Regions from separate parts of the Zea mays genome. Here region 1 is linked to region 2. Evidence: chromatin contacts called from public Hi-C data. All regions are on one chromosome and are shown on one strand. The core of a region is the stretch at or near the end of the contact, and the rest is flanking DNA. Distances in the headings are between cores, read along the strand shown. Region 1 holds the start of LOC100276051. Region 2 holds the start of LOC100275314.

The links. A called contact is a pair of places that touch in the nucleus more often than the background predicts.
Region 1: a contact with region 2 is called in a Hi-C map of tassel, with 3 times the contacts expected there. The contact joins the promoter of LOC100276051 here to the promoter of LOC100275314 in region 2. A contact is called at or near these places in 4 of 25 Hi-C or Micro-C datasets (bundle sheath, ear, leaf and 1 more) and 1 of 3 datasets of contacts at active chromatin or transcription factors (leaf).

What each region holds. Positions count from the first base shown.
Region 1 is chr1:254,412,022-254,416,608 of Zm-B73-REFERENCE-NAM-5.0, reverse strand. LOC100276051 reads right to left here and starts at 1,405. Exons shown (of 1, transcript NM_001149935.2): 1 at 695-1,405. The coding sequence starts at 1,207. The coding sequence ends at 836. LOC103643663 (DUF21 domain-containing protein At1g55930, chloroplastic) reads left to right here. Exons shown (of 15, transcript XM_020546808.3): 14 at 378-674; 15 at 2,279-2,596. The coding sequence ends at 641.
Region 2 is chr1:254,201,934-254,206,142 of Zm-B73-REFERENCE-NAM-5.0, reverse strand. It overlaps LOC100275314, which reads right to left and starts at 2,816. Exons shown (of 3, transcript NM_001149421.2): 1 at 2,599-2,816; 2 at 2,442-2,505; 3 at 2,019-2,359. The coding sequence starts at 2,767. The coding sequence ends at 2,215. LOC100280460 (acyl carrier protein) reads right to left here. Exons shown (of 2, transcript NM_001153380.2): 2 at 3,160-3,574. The coding sequence ends at 3,377. It overlaps LOC100274988, which reads left to right. Exons shown (of 3, transcript NM_001149215.3): 2 at 837-931; 3 at 1,088-1,625. The coding sequence ends at 1,363.

The DNA.
Region 1 (4,587 bases), core at 156-2,655, 210 kb before region 2:
AGATAAGAAAAGGTACTAGTCAATTGTCAATCCAGAACTCAATACTGAATTATGTTGGTACTGGTACACGTCCTTTATTAGGCATTATTCGGTTATTTCTATCCCATGTGGATTGGATGAGATCGGTAAAATTTATGAATTTTTTTGACTTGTTCGGGATTAAAACCCACTCGATCCCACCTAATCCACGTGAATTGAGAGCAAAACGAACAAGTGCAACTCCCAATTTCCCATGTAGTTGGATTGCTGCATCCCTAGGAATCCATAGTTTCTGTTTCGCAATTCACCAAAATTTTCGTTCTTTCTTGTAGAAAGAAATATGCCATTAGTTTCTGTAATTGTTTTTACTACCTTTAACTGGCGTCGCTTGCTAATAGATAGTGGAAGCTAATGCAAGGAAGGTGGGCAAAGTTCTATTCAAGCCAATAAGCAGTGAATGTGTTGATGTCGACAACAAGGGTGTGAACCGCCTCATTTCCAAGAAGATCATCAAGCGGAAGAAGAAAGGCTCTGATGATTCCTCCAATGATGACGAGTGTCCAGACGTAACAGAGAATGGTTGCCCTGCAGAGTTACTCTCATACTCGGATGATAACAGTGCCTTGTTGGAAGATGCAAGCAGTTCTAGTGCCAAAAGATGACAAGAAAGGAACTGCAAGACCATCGTACTACTGGTAATAATTACAGCACACCGTCACCCCTCCTAATACCCCTTGTTACAACAGAAGAAGAGAACATAGTAGTAGGCTACCAAAAAAAAAACTGCGAGAGCAACACCAAGTGGTTAACAGAAGTTTATAGGGCATTGGAACATTTTTTTAGTAGCAGTAGCAGTCTAGAGGTGCAGCGAGGTGTCGACGTCGACTTCACCAGAGACATGTTTGTAGTTGTAAGTCTTACTGGGCCACAGCTCCACCGTGATGGGGTCGTTATCGCCGTGGAGCTGGAAGCTTTTGCATTCACAGGCCGGGAATAAGGAGGCGGCAGCGGTGTCCCGCAGTGGCCTGCACGGGTAGAGCAGCTCCGGATGGAAGAACCACTTCACGGGCATCTCCCTCGGGGAGGTGGTGGCCACAGGGCGCGGGGCGAGCACGTGGAGTAGCCTCTCCTCCCGCTTCTCCCTGATCCTCTCCAGCTCCCTGAACCTCTGCTGCAGCAGGGCGATGGAGGAGAACATCATCTGGCCCTCGCTGCTCTGTACCCCCATGATGAACAAAAACTCCTCGTTTTCAGTTGATGTGTGTGTGTGTGTGTATCTCAGCCAGCGTCTGTCTACTTCGCTCGCTCGCTGTGTGGGGTTTTGCTGCTTGAGGTGGTGGTGGTCTTGGGCATGCGCCTACTTATAAGCTGCAAAGTTTTGTCACGGCGCAGGGCGTCGTCTTGTGGTCGTCTTGCAAGTTGCGCCAATTCTTCCATCTTCCATTATGTGATGCTAATGCTATGGCACAGGATGTTATGGGCTGATTGGAAACCAAGAAACACTACTCCACGTCTCTACTGCTGCTATGAGAGAGGACCTGGGAGTAGTAGTAGTAGGGAGGGAATGTCACGTCGCCCGAGAAAGGAAGTGGGAGGCGTGCAGGTGAGAGAATAAGGGGGCGTGGGAGAGTCCAAGGATATGGGGCCGTGGACGCTTGCGCTTGTTCCGTTCCTGTGGGTGGGAATCGCCGTGCGGGGTGGCCATGATTGCGCCTCTGTTTGTCTGTCACCTTTTTTCCTGCCTGTTCCCCTCCTCTGTTTCCCTTGTGCATTGCTGCTGCTGCAGCAGCGGGGAAGGAGAGAGGTCTGCATGCCGTGCCCTGCTGCTCGCTCTCCATCATCGAACGCTCCTGCTCCAATAAGCAATAATCGTCTAAACGGGCAGACCGCCAGATGGATGCTGCGAGCTTTTCCTGGTCTACAATGGCGCCGTTGGGTCTCGGTTGGCTCCAAGAGTAGGATCTGTAGCATAGCAGTACACTGTGGGGCGTGGGCTGTGGACGATGGTGTGCATGCACGGCAGCGCTTTCAGGTGTGGAACCGTGCGCTCCATGAGCCGTTGTCTTCGTTTGGCTGTGTGAACGTGTTGGAGAGTCTGGGAGCAGAAAGTCTGCGTTGAACTTTACTTGTTCGGGTCTTTGACTGGTGCTTTGCGTCGGTCGATCTGAATGGGAGCGCTGGCCGCACGCTGTGTACTTACCATTCGAGTAACGCTGAGGCGGTTTGCTGCTTTGAAGCTTGGGATTCTGGTTAATTCAGGAAAAAGTTGATTGATCTGTTGATGTTCTTTGACGGCCAGGTGAACACAGCCGATGCACCGTCAAAGACCTCTGTCATCCGATACGTCGGACAGTAATTGAGATATTCGTAGCAAATGATGCTTGACTACCAGAAGAGAAAACTAGTCTTCGTTGCTTGCCGCATCTTGGGAAAATAAGGAAGGGCCTGTTTAAATCAGGGTTGGGTACGGTTATTATAATTGGATTATCGATTCTAATGATTAGAGTGTTGGATTTCTTGTGGTCGAACTTAACCATACATGTCCAAATCCTTGATTTGATGCATATGCTCGCTTTTTGCTTGAGTTTATTTTAGAATATAACGATGACGATTTGCTCACAAGCGTTTTTCTCACTTACCTCATGGTTACAGTGGACTAGTGGAGTTCTAATCGTTCTAATTCACTTTTATGCCTATCTACTAGGTGAAGTCTATGCAAAATTATCTAAAAAAAATATAGAATGTGTCAACCCGAGTCCAAAGACCGGCGCGTTAAACGTCCTCTTATAATGCAAGAGAGGAGAAATGTTATATAAACCTTGAATTTTGACACCTAAGATCCAACTATCCCTACTTCTCATGTTCTTGAAGTTGTACCAAGGCCCATGCCCCCCCCCTTGTTGTGGCATAGAGATGGAGATGTCACGATTGACATACCTACTGTAGGGACATGTACGATATGTTGCATCACAAGCATCGAGGCTCGTCCTGTTCAGTACAATGCAGTCGATATCTAGTGTAGCCTTTTGTACTTGATTATACTTCATGGTATATTTAGTGTACACACGTGTGGCTACATAATCAATGCACCTATTGTATAGTGTTCTTGACTACCATGCAATCTAAGTTGTGTCAACCACATTCTTGTGAATCTTGTATTATCACACATTTAATATATTGTACCTAAGACTTATCCATTAAACTAATTTTATGGATTTGTCTCCAAACCTTCGAATGGGAGGCTCTCTCTCTCTCTCTCTCACTCAGTTGTGTTGTCCCTGATGGGCCCGTTCACATCTTTCTATCCTATGATGGGGTTATACTTAGATCCACTAAGTTCCTTGTTCCAATGGGGCTTCAAGCCTCGAAGGGTTGGAGGGCTGGCAACGCTCGTAATCCGAGGGCGATGACCGCAGAAGGCCCCAAGTGTCCAAGTGATATAGGGACCAAACTGCTCTAAGCACATGTACTCTTCATAACGCCTCAGGACATGCGGGGCTCTAGGGTTTTATATCGCTGAAATAGTGCCTCGGGGTACAAGGGGCCTTAAAGGACACATTTTACTTTATCCTAGAATGTCCTACAACACTTAGAGCTCCAGTCCTTAGAGCGCCCAGGGTTTGATGGCCCCTATGTCTCTTAGTGGCTCCTCTTAAGACTTAGTGGTATGGCTATCCTTTTTGTGTGCCTTGATATCAAGTTATTCGGCGTCAAGCCCCTCCTCTAATTGGGCCAGGAGAGGTCCATATATGTGACATTGGGGCCTCGGGCGATAGTCCTAGTAGGTGGGCCCTACAATAACTTTTTATATCAGGATCCTTGAATGCATCTTTTAGGGTTTAGGGTTTAGAGGTCCATATATGTGACATTGGGGCTAGCTAACTTTCTAGAGGCTACAGTAAGCCGTAGGAAGTTATCGGGATGACGACGCTATGTGCCTTACCGGAGTGAACCTACTAACTTCCGAGAGGGACCGCTGGCTTTAGGAAGTTAGCTAACTTCCTAGAGGGCTGTAGAAAGTTAACCTAAATTCCGACAAAAAAAATATGAGAGTCTAACTTTCGACGGGATCGCTTTACTTCCGAGGATTTATCTAACTTCCTAGAGTTTAGGCTCTAGGAAGTATAGATTTTTGGAGTACCTCGTTTGCTACTATGAAATCTTTAAAAAGAGCAACGTAGACATGAAGTTTGAAGGTATTTATCTACCACTGTCACTGGCGTTAAGAAAGCAATCTAGACTCTAGAGTAGAGCTGCTTTACCTAGAGTTTTAAACCAAAGTTGCGTTGGAGTGGAGATTGGAATAAAACACGTTTGGTTATTTGAGAAAAAAATTAGTATAACATAAATACCTATTTTCAATTCAAAAATCGCTCCAAAAAATCTAGTTGGCTAAGAAAATATACAGTGCACTCCATGGCTCCTAAGACTTTTAAAATATTACATGAATGGACATAAAAGAGGTCAATAAGTCATTATGCTGATATTGACTTTGTTATCAACAATCATCCAAAAAGATGTCTTTAAGAATAATATTTCTACCATGCGAAACAAGAAGAAAAAGACAAATCCGAACGTTTGTTTGTGGTTCGTTGATTCCCTGAAGCT
Region 2 (4,209 bases), core at 1,567-4,066:
CGCACTCGCCTCTTGCTTACCGACACCTGCTAGCTTGGGGATACGAGTGGTTTAATTTAGGCATGACATGGGTAGGGGTGTTTCGAGGAACGGATGCTCCTGGGTACTGGCCTCCTACCGTCGCTTGTGATTCTCTTGCTGTTCATTCAGGAAATGCTCATGTGCAAAGCATGCTCGTTGTCTGGGTGGTCTGTTGGGGAACATGTTTAGAACCTCATGTTGATAGTGGTCCAGGAAGTTTGGGTCACTGTGGGGGTGTAGAATCTGACCAAGGGGCTGTTCTAGCCTGTATGCTGTAAGGAACCGTGAGGATTTTTAGGTGTAAGAGTAACATGGTAGTGACCTAGTACTTACCAACAGTTTTATAAACTGCAAGAACATCTGCCGGTTTTGAGAAACGAAATTGTGAGTTTTACCTTCACCCCGGATTTTCATTCTTGGTCGAGTTAGTCAAGATTACATGAACGCATTAGCAGAACGCATGCCTTCATTTGATGAAACGGGGTGAAGGTTACTAGCTGCTGAAACAAAATATCATTAAGAATTTAAGATGCTTTCTCCATTTCAGAGAGATATACCATGAGGTCATGAGCCAGCTCAGGTAAACTGTAAACCTTTTCTGAGTGGATGGGAACATTATAGATCTATGTATGTATGCTTGGGGTTGTTGATTGCGACATGTAACTGCAATTTAGTCATTGGAGTCTTAGATTTTGACAGATTTCTCTGTTAGACTCGAACATGTTCTGTGAATTGCGTACCATGCTGAGCTCCATGTGTTCTGCACTGCTGCTATTTTTTTACACATGCTTGTAACGTCGCTGGTGCAATCACAGATGCTGATGGATATGTTATTCCTAATTTGCCCACTCAAGATAATGATGTGGCTGAGCCTAGTGTCCCCAAAGAAAAAGATCCTGAGCCTCTACAGGTACATTTCGGAATTCTTTTCTGAACTCTTTCTCCGCAGATTTACTTGTCTGTCATATGCCCCCTCCCCCTTTTTTTTTTAAAAAAAAAGACCTTTATGGACTACTGGTCCATTGGTGTCCATTGCTTCATGGAGATGATATTCATGCTTGAGCAGGCAAACGATGAGAAAATATATCTGGGACCTCATGGAGCTCCACCATCTCAAGCAAAGCAGCAGGAGCTGAACACCGTTGGCCGCAAGCAGCGGTTCCGGAACAAGCTGAAGGAAGCAGATAGGAAATTCCCCGGCAATGCTCAGGAGAACAAGGTGGAGAACCTAAGGGAGCTGATGGGTGCTAGAGGTGGTACCAGCCTGCCTAAGAGCTCTCCTCGTGATTGGCTCGATCCGCACTGCCATGAATCTGAATTCGACAGAAAACCAACTAGATGACCGGCAAACGATGCAGCGTGCGTTTACCTGAAGGTTGATTACGCTGTAGCACTGGTGCGAGGTGTTATTCGCCAATAACAGATACTTATGGTTGACTAATAGATGAAGCAAAGCAAAAGGGTTTCTTGTGGTGTAATTTATCGGAGCTCTACTGTTCTCCATGTCGCGTAAATACTCTTAATTCTCGGTTGTGCGCGTGTGTCGTTGCATTTGCTATTTACATTGGAAAAATATATGGAAACAAGTTGCTGTTGCGTAACTAGTATGTAATGTCTGATGATATGCGATCCTGAGCACATGCGAAAATTTCTGCTCATATGTTTTGAATCGATTCATAAACATGTGGTTTTCGCCTTTGCACCCATGTCATGTTACCGTCTGAACCTTTTGTTACGCTAGCCGCAGATTGATCGATTCATTGACAGCATTGGCTACACATTAATTAATGTACGAATATGCCATTGTTATACAAGACCCTTTTTTTTGGGGGTGGGGGGGGGGGGGGGGGGTGATTGTAGCAGGACCTATTGTGAGGTCTACCAAAAAACCAAGTTGTGGTTCTGGCTGTTATGATTCTACAACTGCAGATGGTACAAATCTTCTCTTGTGCGAATAACTGAAGATTGATACCAGGGCACTGAATCGGAACACAGCCTGAAGAGTGAAGATTGAAGTTGTTGCGAAAAGGTAAACAGTTTCGGGTTACATACACCACGCGATCATGCAATTATGCTCACACGCAAGAACTCTTGTCTCTATATATGAAGGTACAAAGTCGCAGGACACACGCTGGATGAGATGCAGGCTGACGAGTCAGCATCTATGATCCAGGCTGGCTGATCGCGTTACGGTCATCGCACAGGGACCTTGATCCAGCCATTGGCGAAGGCGATGGCGAGGATGACGAAGGGGGTGGACATGCCGAAGATGATGATGTAGGGCAGGGGTGTCATCATGGGGTTCTCCCCCTCCCTCTCCCCCGCGGTCTGCCAGTACCTGCATGCATCCCATCACCCCACGCATCCGAGTCACTCACAGGCTGCTACGAGGAGAGGTGAGATTCACACTGCTTGCTTACTGTTCTGGCTCCTCTTCCTTGGTGATGAACTTCCGCTTGCCTGCAGGCTTCAGCTCTCCGTCTCCTGCGTGCGTGGATCAGTTTATTTGGGCCAATCTTGTCTTTTGTTTCAAAAACTGAAGAAACATGACTGGAGAAGACGGAGGAAAACCCGTACCGAGCTTCGCTGTTACCCTGGTGCGCTTGCTGACGATGGCGCGACTGCAGAACAAACCGGTGCCAGCGGCGCCTTTCCTCGACGATGGCTGCTGCGCTGTGATGGCAGTGCGGCTGCCGGCGGCGAGGAGAGGAGGAGCTGCCTTGGCCATGGCTGGGTTGGTGTGCATCACAGCCGCATGCACGTCACATGATATGGTAGTACTACTAGTACCCGTGTGTGACGGTGTTCAGGAACAGGACGGGTGGATAAGGCGAGTGCTACCCTGGCTCGTCGTTCTCGTCCATGGCATGAGCCAAGGGCCACAGATTGCGGCGACGTGGTCCAGTCATATGGCACCACGTCGCATGCCTGCCAACCGTTTGGGGGCTGTCAATTGATGGTACCATAGGTCGGAAATATATTCTGGACAGCAGCGGTCAAAAGAAACAAAAATATCCACTGTAGGAGATTTTTTTTTTAAAAAAAAAGAAATACCAGTGTACAGAAAACGTATAGCATTGGCTATGCTAATAGAATCCAGTACAATGTACAAGTCTTGAACATGAACCATGATCGACATAGAAAAAACTTCACTTTGTGACAAACAACCGAGATAGAGATAGTTTCACAGTATTGACAGACAATATAAACGCATTGGAACAGCATTTCCTTCCATACTGGAAAAAAAAATTAAAAGGAAATCATGCGCATAGATCGTCCTTTGTAACCCAGACTCGTTATGATAAACACACACACAAAAAGAAAAAGAAACATTGCACTCGGTTTCATCTGTCCCTCAGGATCCACCGGCATTTGTATCACTCGCTTCAGATTCGGATATGATGTACTTGGCAACATCCGCACAACAGGTCAGCTTGTCAGCCTTGTCATCAGGGATCTCAACGGAGAACTCTTGTTCAAAGGCCATAACAAGTTCCACCCGGTCTAAGCTGTCCAAGCTCAGGTCCTTTTGGAAGTCTGCAGTCTCGGTCACCTGCAAGCGTTTACAAGGTGAAAATGAGGGGCCAAAGCTCAGATGCAAACCGCTTGATGTGCAATTCGTAAAGTCACTCAGTAAGCAACCACTAGAATCGGGCTATATATATACTGATTAGATGCTATGGGTAATTTGCACCCCTATAAAGAGGAAATATGATCCATAGTTTGCAGCTAGCATACTCATTAAAATGATACTCCAAATGCACTAGTTTTTTTTCCACGTTGGAACCAGTAACTTAAAAACAATTACGCTACTGCTACGATGCATCGCAGCAATTACAATGCATTCACTTCTCAGTCTCACATGACCTCCCCTCAGCTGTGATGCACTTCAACAATGCCGAACGTTTCTTTGAAATGCTAGATCCCAATGCATTATTGGTTCAATGTTGTGTACTTAATTTAGCATCTTGTTTTTTTCCATGCAGCATTAACTTTAAGATTGTAAACAGTATTTCTTGGTTTTTTAGGAAAATTTCAAGCAAGAATTGTTCTGTATAAATTTCCCTTTTAACTTTATTAACTCAAAATAACAGTGACATACTCCGATCACAAAAATTGTTAAGCTAAACTTATGTTATTGGACAACTCTTTTGACTTCTCCTATACATAATCTAATCTGTAATTGAA